Linked DNA regions of Mus musculus: all the other regions are linked to region 1. A link is a contact called in public HiChIP or PLAC-seq data. All regions are on one chromosome and are shown on one strand. Each heading gives the region's core, a stretch centred on a gene start, on an enhancer-like site or on the middle of the called end of the contact. The rest is flanking DNA. Distances are from core to core; before and after follow the strand shown.

The links. HiChIP or PLAC-seq counts read pairs in DNA pulled down with a chosen protein or histone mark.
Region 2: an H3K4me3 HiChIP or PLAC-seq map of bone marrow-derived macrophages shows a contact between it and region 1, with 2.8 times the contacts expected there. The contact joins the enhancer-like site here to the promoter of 6330418K02Rik in region 1. A contact is called at or near these places in 3 of 39 promoter capture datasets (hippocampal neurons, neural stem cells and stem cell-derived epiblast-like cells), 3 of 115 datasets of contacts at active chromatin or transcription factors (bone marrow-derived macrophages and embryonic stem cells) and 1 of 9 other capture datasets (macrophages).
Region 3: a contact with region 1 is called in a FOXA1 HiChIP or PLAC-seq map of pancreatic cancer cells. The contact joins the promoter of Sun1 here to the promoter of 6330418K02Rik in region 1. A contact is called at or near these places in 3 of 39 promoter capture datasets (the C10 cell line, cranial neural crest and hippocampal neurons), 5 of 115 datasets of contacts at active chromatin or transcription factors (bone marrow-derived macrophages, embryonic stem cells, large pre-B cells and 2 more) and 1 of 9 other capture datasets (adipose tissue).

What each region holds. Positions count from the first base shown.
Region 1 is chr5:138,261,984-138,266,469 of GRCm38.p6, forward strand. 6330418K02Rik (RIKEN cDNA 6330418K02 gene) reads left to right here and starts at 2,062. Exons shown (of 3, transcript NR_045821.1): 1 at 2,062-2,118; 2 at 3,774-4,022; 3 at 4,244-4,486. Map11 (microtubule associated protein 11) reads right to left here and starts at 2,069. Exons shown (of 11, transcript NM_153161.3): 1 at 1,439-2,069; 2 at 1,084-1,179; 3 at 864-993; 4 at 675-761; 5 at 431-551; 6 at 187-334. The coding sequence starts at 1,849. It overlaps Gal3st4 (galactose-3-O-sulfotransferase 4), which reads right to left. Exons shown (of 4, transcript NM_001347507.1): 4 at 2,938-4,323. The coding sequence ends at 3,310.
Region 2 is chr5:138,774,006-138,778,604 of GRCm38.p6, forward strand. All of the region lies in intron 3 of Fam20c (family with sequence similarity 20, member C), which reads left to right. Among named protein-coding and RNA genes, the nearest start is that of Fam20c, 21 kb to the left of the region's middle. Within about 2 kb of position 2,481, at least 89 of the 459 cell types and tissues checked have an H3K27ac peak or open chromatin away from gene starts, as enhancers often do. A contact at or near this core is called in bone marrow-derived macrophages and macrophages, where this site is marked.
Region 3 is chr5:139,199,118-139,203,972 of GRCm38.p6, forward strand. It overlaps Sun1 (Sad1 and UNC84 domain containing 1), which reads left to right and starts at 1,520. Exons shown (of 23, transcript NM_024451.2): 1 at 1,520-1,582.

The sequences.
Region 1 (4,486 bases), core at 812-3,311:
ATATAGCTGGGGATGACCTGAGCCTCCTGCTACCTCCCAAGTGCTAGGATCCCAGGCGCAATGCCACTATGCCAGATTTATGCAATGCTGAGGGTAGAACCCTGGACTCTATGCTTGCTAAGCAAGCACTCTACCAACCCAACAGTTCCCACAGTGGTCGTCACTTCTGTGATCACACCAGCTCACCTCCTTGGCCCCAGGAGGGGGCTGCTCACCCCCTCTCAGCTGGAACAGGAAGTTGTGTTCCTCCAGGGCACTAAGTGGACAGGGGAAGTAGCCAGATGTTCCAGGAAGCCGACAGAAGGATCCCATGGAGACTTCCCCAGACTGGTGACTAGTTCAGAAGAAAGAAAGGCAGGACATGAGCTTGCCACTTCCCATCTCTGTCCCCAACCACGCCACAGCTCTGCCTCCTGCCCCAGAACCTCACCAGACATTGTCCACCAGCAGCACAGAGCCATCAGGCATGACAGGTAGATAACTGGCATTGAAGTTGGGGAGGATTCGGATATCCCAGATGGAGATCTCTTCCTGGGAAGAGCTATTCAGCACTGTGCGGGAACAAGCCCAGCTCAGAGTAGTGAGAACCCTCCTACCCCAACTCCACCTTTACCTAACATACTGGACCCATTCCCTTGCTGCTAGTCAAGCCTTGCGCCAGCAGATCTGCTCACCCTTGAGCACGGTCAAGTGCTTTCCAGCCACAGTGAACTGCCGGCATTTCAGAACTGGAGGGGGCAGCAGCGTCAATAGGGTGCTCACTGCAGAGAAAGGATGTGGCAGGAAATCAAGACCTCCACATCACAGTGTGGCACCCTCTAATCTACTCCTCTCCGAGCTCCAGCTTTCCCCCTCTCCCCCACCTTGGGCCTTGAAGGCGCTCTGTTCTCCACGGAAAGTCTCCCCAGGAGATCGAGTCTGTAGCAAGCGCAGGTAGCCTTGATCTCTGACTTCTGGTGCCTCGACCTCCCGCTTCCACACGGTCACTACAATCTAGGTACAGGAGCCATCGGACCATGATCACGAGGGGTCTTAAAATGTCATCTGAATTATAGGGCAACAGCCTCAGCTCTGTTATCCTACCTTGGCCTTGGGTGTCCCTGGGGGCAGTCTATCCAGTGAAACGGTGAGTGGGAAGATGACTTCATCTGTGGACACAATCGGTTCTTCCACAGGCAGCTAGGGGTTATATGAAAGGGGTGAAAATGTCAGGATGGCGGCAAAGATTCAGGCTCCTTTAACGTTTCTGCAAGACAGAGCAAGTCTTTATGCCCACCCCTTCTTGAAATCATATGCCTCCCGTCTTAGGTTCCTCTGCAGGACAGGACAATGCTGTCATCTGCCTCCTACATCAGGTCCCTAAGGAATCCATGCTCCAAACTATCTTTCTAGCTTCCAGCAAACCTCCCCTCAGCCCTTGTCACCCAGAGATCCTCACCGTGGTCGCGCCCCCTGAGGTAGCAGGGCCCTGGCCGTGGGTGAGAAGGGGGCTGCAACCTCGAAACAAACCCCCGCCCCCCGGGTCCCCTCCCCCCGGGGGGTCAGCATCCTGGTCGCCGGCGCTGCCGCACCCTGGCAGCGCTCCTCCTGCGCTGACCGAGGCCAGGGCGGCCAGGGAGGTCGCCAGCTCGGTCCAGGCCCCTCGGGATGCCAAGCCCGCGCCGCCCCCAACGCCAGCCCCCACGCTGCCTCGGCAGCGCAGCACCAGCAGAAAGCGGACTGTCTCCCCCAGGTACAGATGGTTGCGCCGGGGCAGCGCCCGGTACCGGCCCGGGTCCCCGGCCAGCTCGGCGCGTGGCGGTAGCGGCACAGCCGGAAAGTACATCGAGTAGTCGCATTGGGACTCCATTGGGTGGGGAGGACGATGCGACCCGAGACCGGGCCGGCAGGGAGCCACGGGACCGGGGGAGCTCGGCCTGCGAGTCCAGACACCGGAGGACCGCGGCTCCGCCCGGCAGGCAGCGGGACACACCAGCCTGGCCCGGAAACCAGAGAAACGAACCCGGAACCTAGACCCAGCAGCGCCAGACCAGGAGTGCGGGCGCTGAATGACTGGAGAGAAAGCGGAAGCGGAAGGAAGGGGGCGTGGCCTCCGAGGCTTCTTGGCTGAGTCGAGGGGTGAGTGCGGGCTGCTGAGGAACCTTTAAGGATGCTAGACTGGCTTCTTTGGGTAGAATTTATTTTTATTTGTCTCCGCCTCCCTCCTTTCCTTTCTTTCTCTTCTTCCCTCTCTCTCTTGCTTTCTTCCCTGACTTTCTCTTTCTGTTCCCTCTCTCCCACGCTTCTTCCCTTTTATGACAGCATTTCTTGTAGCCCGAGCTGGCCTTAAACTTCCTCTAAAGCTGAGGATGAATTCAAATTTTTGCTCCTTTTGCCTCCATTCTCCGGAGCGCTGGCATTACAGGTATGTGCCATCAGGTCTGACTTATGCAGGGCTGGGCGTTGAGCCCAGGGCTTCATGAATGCTAGGTAAGCATTCTGCAAACTGAGCCACACCGCTGCCTTTTTTTTTTCTGATATTTTGTTGTTGTTGTTGTTATTATTGGTGATGTGTGTGTGTATGTGTGTTACTGGAATGCCTGAGCCTCAACCTCATGCTAGCCAGTCGTTTTACCAACAGCTGTATCCCCAGCATTGAGGGAATACTGAAAGAAAAGAAAGACCCCATTACTTAGCCTAATTTCTGTCCAATAAAAGATTCTCCATCACTTCTCCTTTTAGAGCCCTACATAGAACAAAGAACTGGGGGCAGGGGAGATGGCTCTTTGGTTAAGAGCCCTTGCTGTTCTTGCAGGGGACCAGGGGTTGGGTCTCAACACCCACATGGTGGCTCACAATATTTGGTAACTCCAGTTCCAGGAGATCTGTGGACACCAGGTACATTTACACATGTAGGCAAAACACTCATACACATAAAATAAAATAAGTCTAATAACCTTTTAAAAAATAAGTAAACGTTTCGTAGCATTTATTCATCCAACAAATATTTTGATAGTGAAATTAGCACAGCTCCATAACAAATATTTCGTAGAGAAATGGACATATATCATGCCCCAAACTTTCTCTGTGTCGCTGTCATCTTTTGCCCCTCCAGGGGGTTTTGAGGAACTGCTACATGAATCTGTCTTGAGGCTTGAAGTGGCAAAGTTAGGGGTTGGGGGAGGCAACAGATTCTGCTGGGATTTCTAGAGGAAGTCCAGACAACAACAGTCTCATCTTAGAGCAAACTTCCTGTTCCTTCCAAGGGAAATACATACGCACCTAGAGGTCCTCCACCCGTCGCATATGTCCTAATTTGTAGTCTGATACCTATGGGGACAGTAGCCTTGAGGTCTTGAGAGGCGAGGAGACTGTAGGAGGAAACTGCTTAGCATCAAGTTTATCCTTATACTGTAGCTCTGGAGTAGCCAAGCGTTCACATTCCTCTTTGTCTTTCTGGTTTAGTCCACTCTGAAGTACATAGCCCAATACCTTAGCTGAACCAAACTGTAAAGGACGGAGCTTTGCATCAGCGATGTATTTGGGGTCTAAAGCCTCACCTCCCACCAAGCAACGTTTAGCCAGAGCTTCTCTTCGAGCCCGGAGCTCAGCCACAGCACGTTGCAGTCGACTCCTGCCATACTGTTCTATCCGCGCCCACAGACTACGGTTGAAGTGAATATAAAGAGCCCAATCCAAGTTATTCCAAGCTCGGGCCTGTTTGGTTAGCTGCTGATCTTCACCAGTCACCACAGTCTTATTGGCAGTTCTGATAAGACTCTGCTTTTTTCCAGCCTGGGCATTGTGCATGAAGCCCACCACATCGTCCAGACTCCAGCACAGGGCATCTGCCAACAGGACCAGTGACTCATCAAAGTACTCGGCCACCATGACCAGGTCAAAGACTGAGTCCAACCAGGCCAGACCCCATTGGATAAAGGATGAGGGCCTAAAATCTGAGGAGACAAGGCTGGCTGGCTGCTTGTAACTATCAGCAGCTGTGGTAACAGGACGGAAGAGAGTTCCAGGGCTAGCACCGGAAGGTACAATATGTAGCTGGAGAGATTTGGGGTCTCTGGGTAGCTGGGGACTCACTTTCATGGTCTTTGTCTCTGGGGGAGAGGGCAAACCAAAGTCAAACCATAGTAAGTTACGGGCGTAGTGGTTGCCACGGGCTCCGGGTCTGTAGAAGGCTTGAGGATTGGACAGGAAGGCGGCCAAAGACGGTGCCTTTCGGAAAGCCGATGAAACTGATTTGTAATAGGAGAAGGCAGAGCGGGCTAGAGCTGCTGGATCTCGGACAATGGAAAAGAAGAAGCTATCAGAAGGCATGACCTGAAGTACCTGCAGAAGAAAGAAAGAGAGGAAGAGCTTGACTGAGGAGAAAATGAGTCCAAGCTGAGGCTCTGATGAGCCGTCAGGCTCTGCTGTACACCCCCAGTTTCCCCTACTAGCTGTGTGATGTTGGGGAAATTACATAGCACCTCTGAAATTCAATTTGCTGTCT
Region 2 (4,599 bases), core at 1,231-3,730, 510 kb after region 1:
GCTGTGATTAAAAGAAAAACAACACACTGACCCAGAGCAACTAAGAGAATAGAGGGTGTCTGTGGCTTATAGGCCATCATTGAGAGAAGTCAAGGCAGGAGCTATAAGGAGGAACCTAGAAGCAGGATGTAAAATGCAGAAACCGTGAAGGAACACTGCTCACTGGCTTGACACCCATGGATGGCTCGGCTTGCTTTTTTTATACAACCCAGGACCACCTGGCCAAGGGTGACACTACCCACAGGACCTGTGCCCTCTCACATCAGTAATTAATGCCTCATAGACATACCAAAGACCAGTCTTATGGACGCAATTCCTCAACTAAGGTTCCCTTTTCCAATGTTGTGTTAAGTTGACAAAGACTAGCCAGAGGGGTTGGGGGGGGGGTGGGGACCTTTCACTGGGCACAGTGATGGGACATAGGAGCAAGTGAAGAGAACACTTCTGGCCTTGTGGCTGATGACATTTGAGGACCCACTACCTTTCAGATCTTTCCATACCTGTGGGCTGGGACTGAGGTGCCATCAATAGTGTGGGGAAGGGCTACCCTAAGTGGGCCTCACATGAGGAAGGAGATCTGACTTAGAATATCCTGGACAGTCAAGTTACTATGCAGTTAGTAGCTGTGGGTGGTTGCCTGTCTGGGCGATTGAGTACTTAGAAATAGCTTGGATGCCCATAGGTGGCTGTGTGACTGTGGGCAGTATTGTAGCTGGGTGATTTTGTGTCTGGGACAGTTGGCTGTGTGACAAGGTTAGGTTCTGCAGCTTGGTGGGTGGTCTGGGTGTCTGTGGGCAGCTGGATGGCTGTATGTAAATGCCACCTCTTGAGCACACATCATGTTCTTTAATCTTCCTGGAGATCACATATGTGTATTATTTTTTTTTTGTGACGGACTTTTCTTCACGGAGAAGAACAAAGCTTGAACAGGTGAGAGTAAACAAGGCCCAGGCCACAGGCCAGGGATGAAGCCAGGATTCCTGGCTTAGGTGCCAGGCCCTTGGGGCACTACCGCTTAGAAGAAAGGCTGCCTGAGCCTGGAGCCAGATATTGTGTGGTGAAAAGACATAACCACTCTAGTCCAGGCTGGTCTGGAACTCACTCTTTAGCTCAGGTTGGCCTTCAATATGCAGTAATCCTCCTGCATCAGGCTCTTGAGTGCTGAGCTAAGACTGTCGGCGAATGCCACCATGTCCAGTGCCTCTGGGGCTTTCCGTAGTGTTGTACAGTATGCTGGTGATCTCAGTAGTCTACACTGAACCAAGCACTGTGGCCCTTTGACACACTTGTATGACTCACTGTCCACTGAGGTCACAGTAGGAACCTTATACCCCAGACTGAGTCTAGTTAGTCCTCATGATAGACATCCGAGGATTGTGGGTGTCCTCGAATGCTTTCTGTGCAGATTGTGGCCTTGGCCTTGGCTGGTCAGGAGGTAGGAGGTGGCAGGTAACAGAGTGATACCTACAGCTCATCTGGCCCAGCCTAGATCCAGGGATGTCTTGCTCAGAACCCTTTGAGGTAAGAGTCTGTCCTGATAGCCCGGCACACTACAGGCCCCTTTTCTCTTTGTGTTCCTTTGCTTGGTGACAGGAAGCCTGGTCACCAGTAAGAAGGCGTTGGGGAAGAGCTGGCAGAAGGTGAAGAAGGAAGGGTGGGATGGAGACATTATTCATTTCACAGAAACTCAAGTTTGGCCCCAAAAGCAGATGTTATGCGCGAAGGAAGGAAAATGCAGAGTGCCTGAAACAGGGCTGGAGAGATGGCTCAGCAACTGAGAGAACTGGTTGCTCTTACCCAGCCCTCAGCACCCACATGCAGCTCATAACATCTGTAACTCTAGCCTCAGATTATCTGATGCCCTCTTCTCATCTCCATGGGCACCAGACACATTTGTGGCACACTTAAATCTGGGGATTAAAAAGGTATCTGAGACAGTAGAAACATTTGAGGCAGAGATCTCATGCTGGGGGTTAGCCATCTACTCCAAAAAGGGCAGGGCCCTGTTCAACATTAGGACGGAGAGAGAAAACTGGGAGGGAAATAAGAGAGTTTCAGATGCTGGGCCCACCCTGGAAGGAGGCCTAGTGTGGTCCTGGACTGAGGAGGAGATGTCAGAGAAGTTCTAAAGTCAGGAAGGGACATATGAACATGTTCCTGGAGTGGGCAGGGAATCTCGTGTGTTCCTGGGGTGGGCAGGGAACCTCTGTGTGTTCCTGGGGTGGACAGAAGGCCTCAGTGTGTTCCTGGGGAGGGCAGGAGACCTCAGTGTGTTCCTGCGGTGGGCAGGGAACCTCTGTGTATTCCTGGGGTAGGCAAGGGACCTTAATGCAGTCTGACAAGTCAAACAGAACATCACACAGGGGTGGCCATGGCAAGGCTCAGCAACACTCAGGTTTGAAGCCCAGTGAACAGGGTTAGAGATTTCTAAGGATCAGCTGGCCTGCTGGTGAACAGCTCATACTTTGGCTGCTCTGTGCCTTCTCCAGGCCCCCAAAGCAAACAGATTGCCCAATCCTGGTCACGGGTGTGGAGCCAACAGAGGCCTGGGCCTGGCCAGAAGTAGACAAGGACCCTTTTGTATGTACTGTCAGCTTACACTGGCCTCCCAGCCTGTGCCCATCCTTGGCTGTTTTAAGGCCTGGCCTCCTAGCTTTCTGATGCTTCCATGTGCTCTTGAATAGGGACTAAAGGTCAGAGCTTAAACCTTCAGTCACTCATCAAGGGGCAGCCTGAACCCCTTCATATTATCTGGGTTGCCCTGTGACTCACCATGCTCAAGAGATCTGGCCTCTGGGAGATGGACTTGTCTGACAGAGTCATCAGGGAAGGCTCCCTGTTTGGTATGGTTCAGCTTTCTCAGCTGAGCCATCATGAGGAAGACATACTTCCTGTCCCATGAGACCATCAACACAGAACCGTGCAGAGGCAGTTTAGAGGGGAGTAGACCTCATTGTAAGGGGAGCACATTCAGGCAGTGGAACATAGAACTCTGGAGGGTCTAGGGACAGGCAGGGTAACCCTACCACCAGCTCTATGTACCATATGTGCAGAGCCGCTTTGTAGCCAGCCACTCTGGCTAGTCTAGAATGGTGGTTCTCAGCCTTCCTGACACTGTGGCCCTTGTACACAACTCCTTGTGTTGTGGTGAACCCTCAACCATTAAGTTATCTCATTGCTACTTCATGGTTGTAATTTCTCTACGGTTATGAATTACAGTGTAAATAAACTTCTGGCTTGCAGGATATCTGATATGCAACTACTGTGAAAGGGTCATTCAACCCCAAAGAACAGCCAAGGATAGGCACAGGTTGAGAACCACTGGTCTAGAAGGCAGTGTTCATGAGGATCTGGAGCAGCCGGGTCATGAGCAGGCACAGATTTTGAAGAGAGCACCTCAAACTAGGATTGAAGGTAGAGATTGGCCACAGACCACAGGCACAACCTGTGACTTCACATGAGACTTTGAAAGCTGCCTAAGTCACTTTCTGAATGGCATCTGATGAGAACATGGGCTATGGCACTCTTTTATCTACTGCTCCCTGCAATACACTAAGCAGCAAGAACAAGAGGTGGCCCCTGATGACATCAGAGGCAAGGCTACAGACATAGGGTCAAGAATGAGACCAAGAACATGGCAATTGGTAGGGACCAGGGAATGAGAACATGCTATGAGTGATGGGGTGGGCCTCACCAGGGCACTGGCGTGAAGATGGAGGGAACCAGGTTTACAGCAGCCCAGCAGCACCTCTGGACATCTTGAGAGACTCTGTCTGATTCCTCAAGCCTCTCATTGAAGCCTGTGGTCTGATTTCCCAGGCACTGTTGCAGGAAGCAGATGTCTAATGGGGAAAGCCCCTAAGGGCTTGGGGTAATATTGAGTGGGTTGCCACTGGTATTTGCTGAGGGCTTGGAGACCCAGGGTTCAGGTCTGAGCAATGCAGAGTGGAGAGGCTCAGTGTACCTGGGACGTGGGGGGCACCCAATGTGAAGAAAGTACACATTATGCATGGAACATGCTGGGTGAGAGTATACAGCTATGTGTACATATATATGTATATGTGGTTGTATACATAAGTATGTATTCCATGTACATTCATGTGTTTGCATATTTCATGCACGTGTTCTTATATGAGTATATTTTGCACATGTGTAGGTATGTATTATATGTGTATTCTTATATGTACAGGTATGTATTACATATATAGGTTCATGTGCATTGTCTATGTATGCTTCTTTGTGGGGGTATCTATTGTAGGCGCTCATATTTATTACATGTGTGTGCTTGTGTGTATGGGTGTTTATTATGTATGCTTCTATATGTGGGTTATTGCATTGTTCCTGTCTAGTGCATGTGTGTTTGTAGGCTACATGTACATACATGTGGGTGAGCATATGAACATTTCTGTGGTCCAGGGCCAAAATAGTAACTAACTCCACTGTAGCAGCTGGGACCTGGACTTGTGGAGCAAATGATGTTGGGGGTGGACATATCCTTGCAGTAACTTTGCAGAAGGGGCTGTTGGTGTCGAGGGAGTTTCTCTGTTGCTTTCTTTGGAGCACCGTCTGTGACCTTCCTGCCTTGGAGAGCACCACAAT
Region 3 (4,855 bases), core at 270-2,769, 940 kb after region 1:
TGCCTGTAATCCCAGCACTGGGCTGGAAAGAGAGGCATCCCAAGCCATCAATGGCAACAGACCCTGTCTGTGTGTAGATGTGTGCACATGCATGTGCCTTCACTAGTGTCTTTCCTTAGGAACCACCATCCACCTTGTTTTCTGAGACAGGATCTCTCATTGGGTTGGTTCCCATCAAGTTAAGTTAGTTTGGTGGCCAGCAAGCTCCAGGGATTCCAGTCTCTGCTTTCCAGCACTGAGATGACAAACATACAGCACTAGGCTTTTGGTTTTTTTAAATTCGTATTCTGAGATTGAATTCAGGTCTTTACGCTTACAGTGCAAACATTTTACTAACTAATCCATCTTCCCAGCTCCAGACCCTTTCTAAAAAGTGTAAAACCAGCCAGGCATGGTGGTAAGTGCTACTGGTCCCAGTGGAGGCAGGCAGAGCTACATAGCAAGTTCCAGGGCAGCCAGGACTACATGGAGACCCTCTCTAAAAAAAAAAAAAAAAAAAATTAATTAATTTTTTTAAAATGTAAAAGCCAAGGTCTGGAAGGATGGCTCAGCCATTAAGAGCACTTGCTGGTCATTCGGGGACTGTAGTTTGGTTGCCAGCATCCCCTTTTGGCAGCTCTGGGGCATTTGAGACCTTTGTAGGCACACACACACACACACACACACACACACACACACACACATTCATCATCCACTTAAACAGACATACACACAAACACACTTTTAGAAAAGAGTGAAAGCTAGCCAGCTGCCTGTGGCATATGGTAGTAATCTCAGTGCTTGGGAGGATAAAGCAGGAGGATTGTGGCAAACTGGAGGTCAGTCAGGGCTATGTCGTGAATTCTAGGCCACAGTGAGACAGTTAAAAAAGGAAAAACCAAGAGGGGCGTGGTGGCACACGCCTGTAAGTCCTGCTTCGCAGAGGCTGGCTTATCTCTGCGAGTTCAACGCCAGTCTGGTCTACAGTAGAGTTTTAGGGCAGTCAAGGTTACAGAATAAAACCCTGCCTATAAACAAAACAAATGCAATTCAAGGTTTTGCAAAACTGCGCAAGTGAGAGAGGGCCTGGTGGGTGGAGTCCCCAGGAGAAAAGGCTCTGGCTTCCAGCCCGCAGGGCAGGGCAGGGCAGGGCGTCGGAGGTTTCCTGCAAACGCTACGCGGGGACAACTGAGAAGAGGATGTGTTTGGGAGCCCACTGCTCCTTCAGCAGGAGTCGGATCTTCTGGGCCCACTGAAGCCCTGCCTGGAACTCAGCGCGCGCGTGCGCCTCTGCACAGAATCCTAATTCTAACGCCACCGGAGAGGAGCAGCCTCCCTAGGTGCGGCCCCTCAAGTCCCAGCGCGCCCGCTCCGCCCACTGACGCCACACGTCCCGCCCTTTCCCCGCCCCCCGCAGGGCCGTGGCGGGTCAGCGGCCTCCCCATTGGCCTGGAGCTTCAGCAGGCGCGCTTGGGATTGACGGACGTTCGCGTCGCTCCCGCCTCCGATCCCGGCGCGGCGCGCGATTGGCTGTAGATGTGGGGAGTCTTCGGTCCCGGGCCTGGGCGGTGCGGACGAGGCCTGAGGCGGCGGCGCGAGGCAGGTGAGCTGCGGCCAGCGGGCTGTAGGGGACGAGTAGGCGGGTGGGCGCTGCGGACTCCTCTCGGGTACTAGGGACTGTCTCAGGGCGGGCCGGGATGTAGGTTGCAGGGATGGCCCCAAGTGGGAACCGCCAACTGGCCACGACGCGCGTGACGCCCTTCGCGTTGCCAGGCCGCGCGCGCCCCGGCGCCCTGAGTCCAGTTGTCTCGTGTGCCCGGGCACTCTGGTTCCCCTTCGCCCCGGACCCCTGCGTGTTGGGTTCCGGGGTCTCCTGCCACCCGTCGAGGCGCACCCACGCAGGCGCCATCCCCGGGGCGCTCCCTTCTGGGGCACAGGTGTTGTAGGTGCGGCGATGGGCGCGGGCCCGGTAGCGAGTCCCTGGCCTGCACACCCTGCCACCAGCTTGTTATCCCGTGTTAGTTGCCTTCGCCCCCAGCCCGGCACGCAGGACGGTACCAAAGCTGGCCCGCTGGAGCTTTTTTGGATGCAGCCGGGGGGACCCGATGCAGTCAGCCCGGCGAACTTTGGTGCTCCCCGCTGTGTAGAGTGAAGTGTAGTCCTGCGGTGTGCGCTTCGCGCCTCCTGGACCAAATACTAATTAGATTTTACCATTCCGTCCATTGCACCGGTGTCGAATTTTAACCTGACTGTTCATACATTTTAGATCTCTCCTAAGGTCTTTTCTTTTTTCTTTCTGCGTCCCAACCTCATGTTCCTTTTCGGTCCTTTGTTTGTGTCAGGAGACAGGGTCTCATTTACGTACTTCTGACTGTCTCGGCTGTGTAGACCAGGCTGGTCTCACAAAGATCCAGACTGTGTCTGCTTCCTAAGTGCTGGGGTAAAAGGGATGTGTGCAACTAAGCTGGCATCTTGAAACAGGTCCTCAGATAGCCCAGGCCCGCCTAGAATTGACTATATAGTAGAAGATGATCTTGAGTTCCTAACCCTCTTGCTTCCACGTACCTAGGATTAGATCACAGGTGTGCACAGCCCTGTGGGTCCAGCCCTGGGTATGTTCTTGAGCAGAGTTGCAGTAATTTCTGGTTCTTCTCTCTTTTGGTTTCCTCGGCCAGGCCAGTCTTGAACTCTTTGCTTTTTCGAGACAGGGTTTCTCTATACAGCTCTGGTGATCCTGGAACACCCAGAGATCCACCTGCCTCTGAACCCAAGTGCTGGGATTGAAGGCGTGTGCCACCACTGCCCGGCTCAGGCCGGCACTTTTATAGCGTGCAGGCTGTGGAGAACTCTACCCAGGCTGTGGGGACTGGGCATGAGTCTATGCTCTAGTCACCAGAGGGTCTGATAGGATCGTCTGCCCTACCTTTTTGGTCGTTAGGTTTTTGTTGGGGGTAGGTCTTTGGTAGCTCCAGCAGGCTCTTAGTTGCAATCTGGGTGCTGTGCTTCCAGCTCCCCAGTGCTGGGGTCACAGGTGTGTGGTCCCATGTCCTCACTGGAGAGTTGGGCCAGAGATTTGGAGAGGTACTTTTTATTTCCCGAAGGTTGGCGGCCTCAGTTTATTTATTTACCCTTTGTTTTTCCTGGGAGAGAGCAGAAAGGGGATGAATGTGAAAGCCAGCTGCTGTGTGTGCTTGCGTGCGTGCATGCGTGGGTGGGTGGGTGACTCCCCTTTTAACTGTATACAGCGTTATGCAACTATCACCATTATCTAGTTCCACGGCTTTTCACCACCTTAAAGGTAAAGCCAGAGCCCACCCGCTTTCCTCCTCCCTGTCCGTTAGCTTCTGCTTACAGCCTGTGTGTGCGCCTGTTCTAGTTAACTCATTTAAGGCTCATCCGTGCTGTGTAGCATGTGCCCCTACTCTATTACTTTCTGTGGCTGAATTGTTTCCCACTGTATGGACCTATTAAATATTTAACAAATACTTTCTATCACATTTTATTCACATGAATGTTTGCTGAGGTCAGGGGACAATTTACTGGAGTCACTTGTTTCCTTCGCCTGTGTAACTCCTGGGGGGGACTAAACTCAGGTCATCAAGTGTGGTCGCAGTCACACTGAACCTCCTCGAAGGCCTTATTAAATCCTCTTTATCCACATCAGTGGATTTAGTGCTGCCAGGAACATGGGAACAAGTTTGTGTTTGAACACCTGTTTTCGTGTGTGTGTGTGTGTGTGTGTGTGTGTGTGTGTGTGTGTGAGAGAGAGAGAGATTGTGGAGGCCTAAGGTTGATGTAGGGTGCCTATCTCAATCATTCTCTATCTTTGTTTTTAATCTTTTTTTTTGTGTTTTGTTTTTTGTTTTCTTCAAGACAGGGTCTCACTTTGTAGTTCCAGCTGTCCTGGTTCTGTAGACCAGGCTGGTCCCTGAACTCAAAGATTCTCCTGCCTAAACCTTCCAAATTCTGGGATTAAAGGCGTGCAGCACCTGCTTCCTTAATTTTTAATTTTTAAAACAGTGTCTCTCACTGGAACTTAATTCTTTTTTTTTTTTTTTTTTTTTTTTGGTTTTTCGAGACAGGGTTTCTCTGTGTAACCCTGGCTGTCCTGGAACTCAGTCTGTAGACCAGGCTGGCCTCGAACTCAGAAATTCACCTGCTTCTGCCTCCCAAATGCTGGAATTAAAGGTGTGCACCACATTGCCTGGCAATTTTTGTGTTTCTGACTCTTTACTGGCTAGGCCATGGTTCCAGCCCCTGAACACCTGTTTTTAGTTCTTGGAGTATAGACCTAGGAGTAGACTTGCTGGCTCACATGGTAAGTCTATGTTTAATTCTGTGCGGAGCATCCAGTCTGCTTTTCCGCAAAGCTGAATGTTTTACACTCCCACCCACAATGTGGGAGACGGCCCACTTTGTCCATATCTTTCCTAATGCTTGGTTTCCTTCCGTCCACCCACTCACCCCATCTCAGTGAAGTATATCTTTGACTTTGGTCTGCATTTCCCAGATGACACAGGGATGTGTGTGAATTTTTGTTTTAGGTCCTCATTGGCCGTCTGTATGTCTTTGGAAAGATGCCTGTTCTGCCCTGTCCCAGTCCATGTGCACATGTGCATGTGTGTAGACCAGGCTGACTTGGAACACATGGTCTACTTGCCTCTTCCTCCCAAGTGCTGGGATTAAAAGTGTGATCCATCATGCTTAGCCTGTCCCTGTCTTTTAGTTAGGTTGTCTTGATGATTTGTGAAAGTTGTTAATACATTCCAGATACACATACCTGACTCACAAGTACCACCCCACCTCTATCTACATCTCTCTTTGAGGTAGCATCTCACCATAATCTCAGACTGATTTCAAAGTCATGATCCTTCTG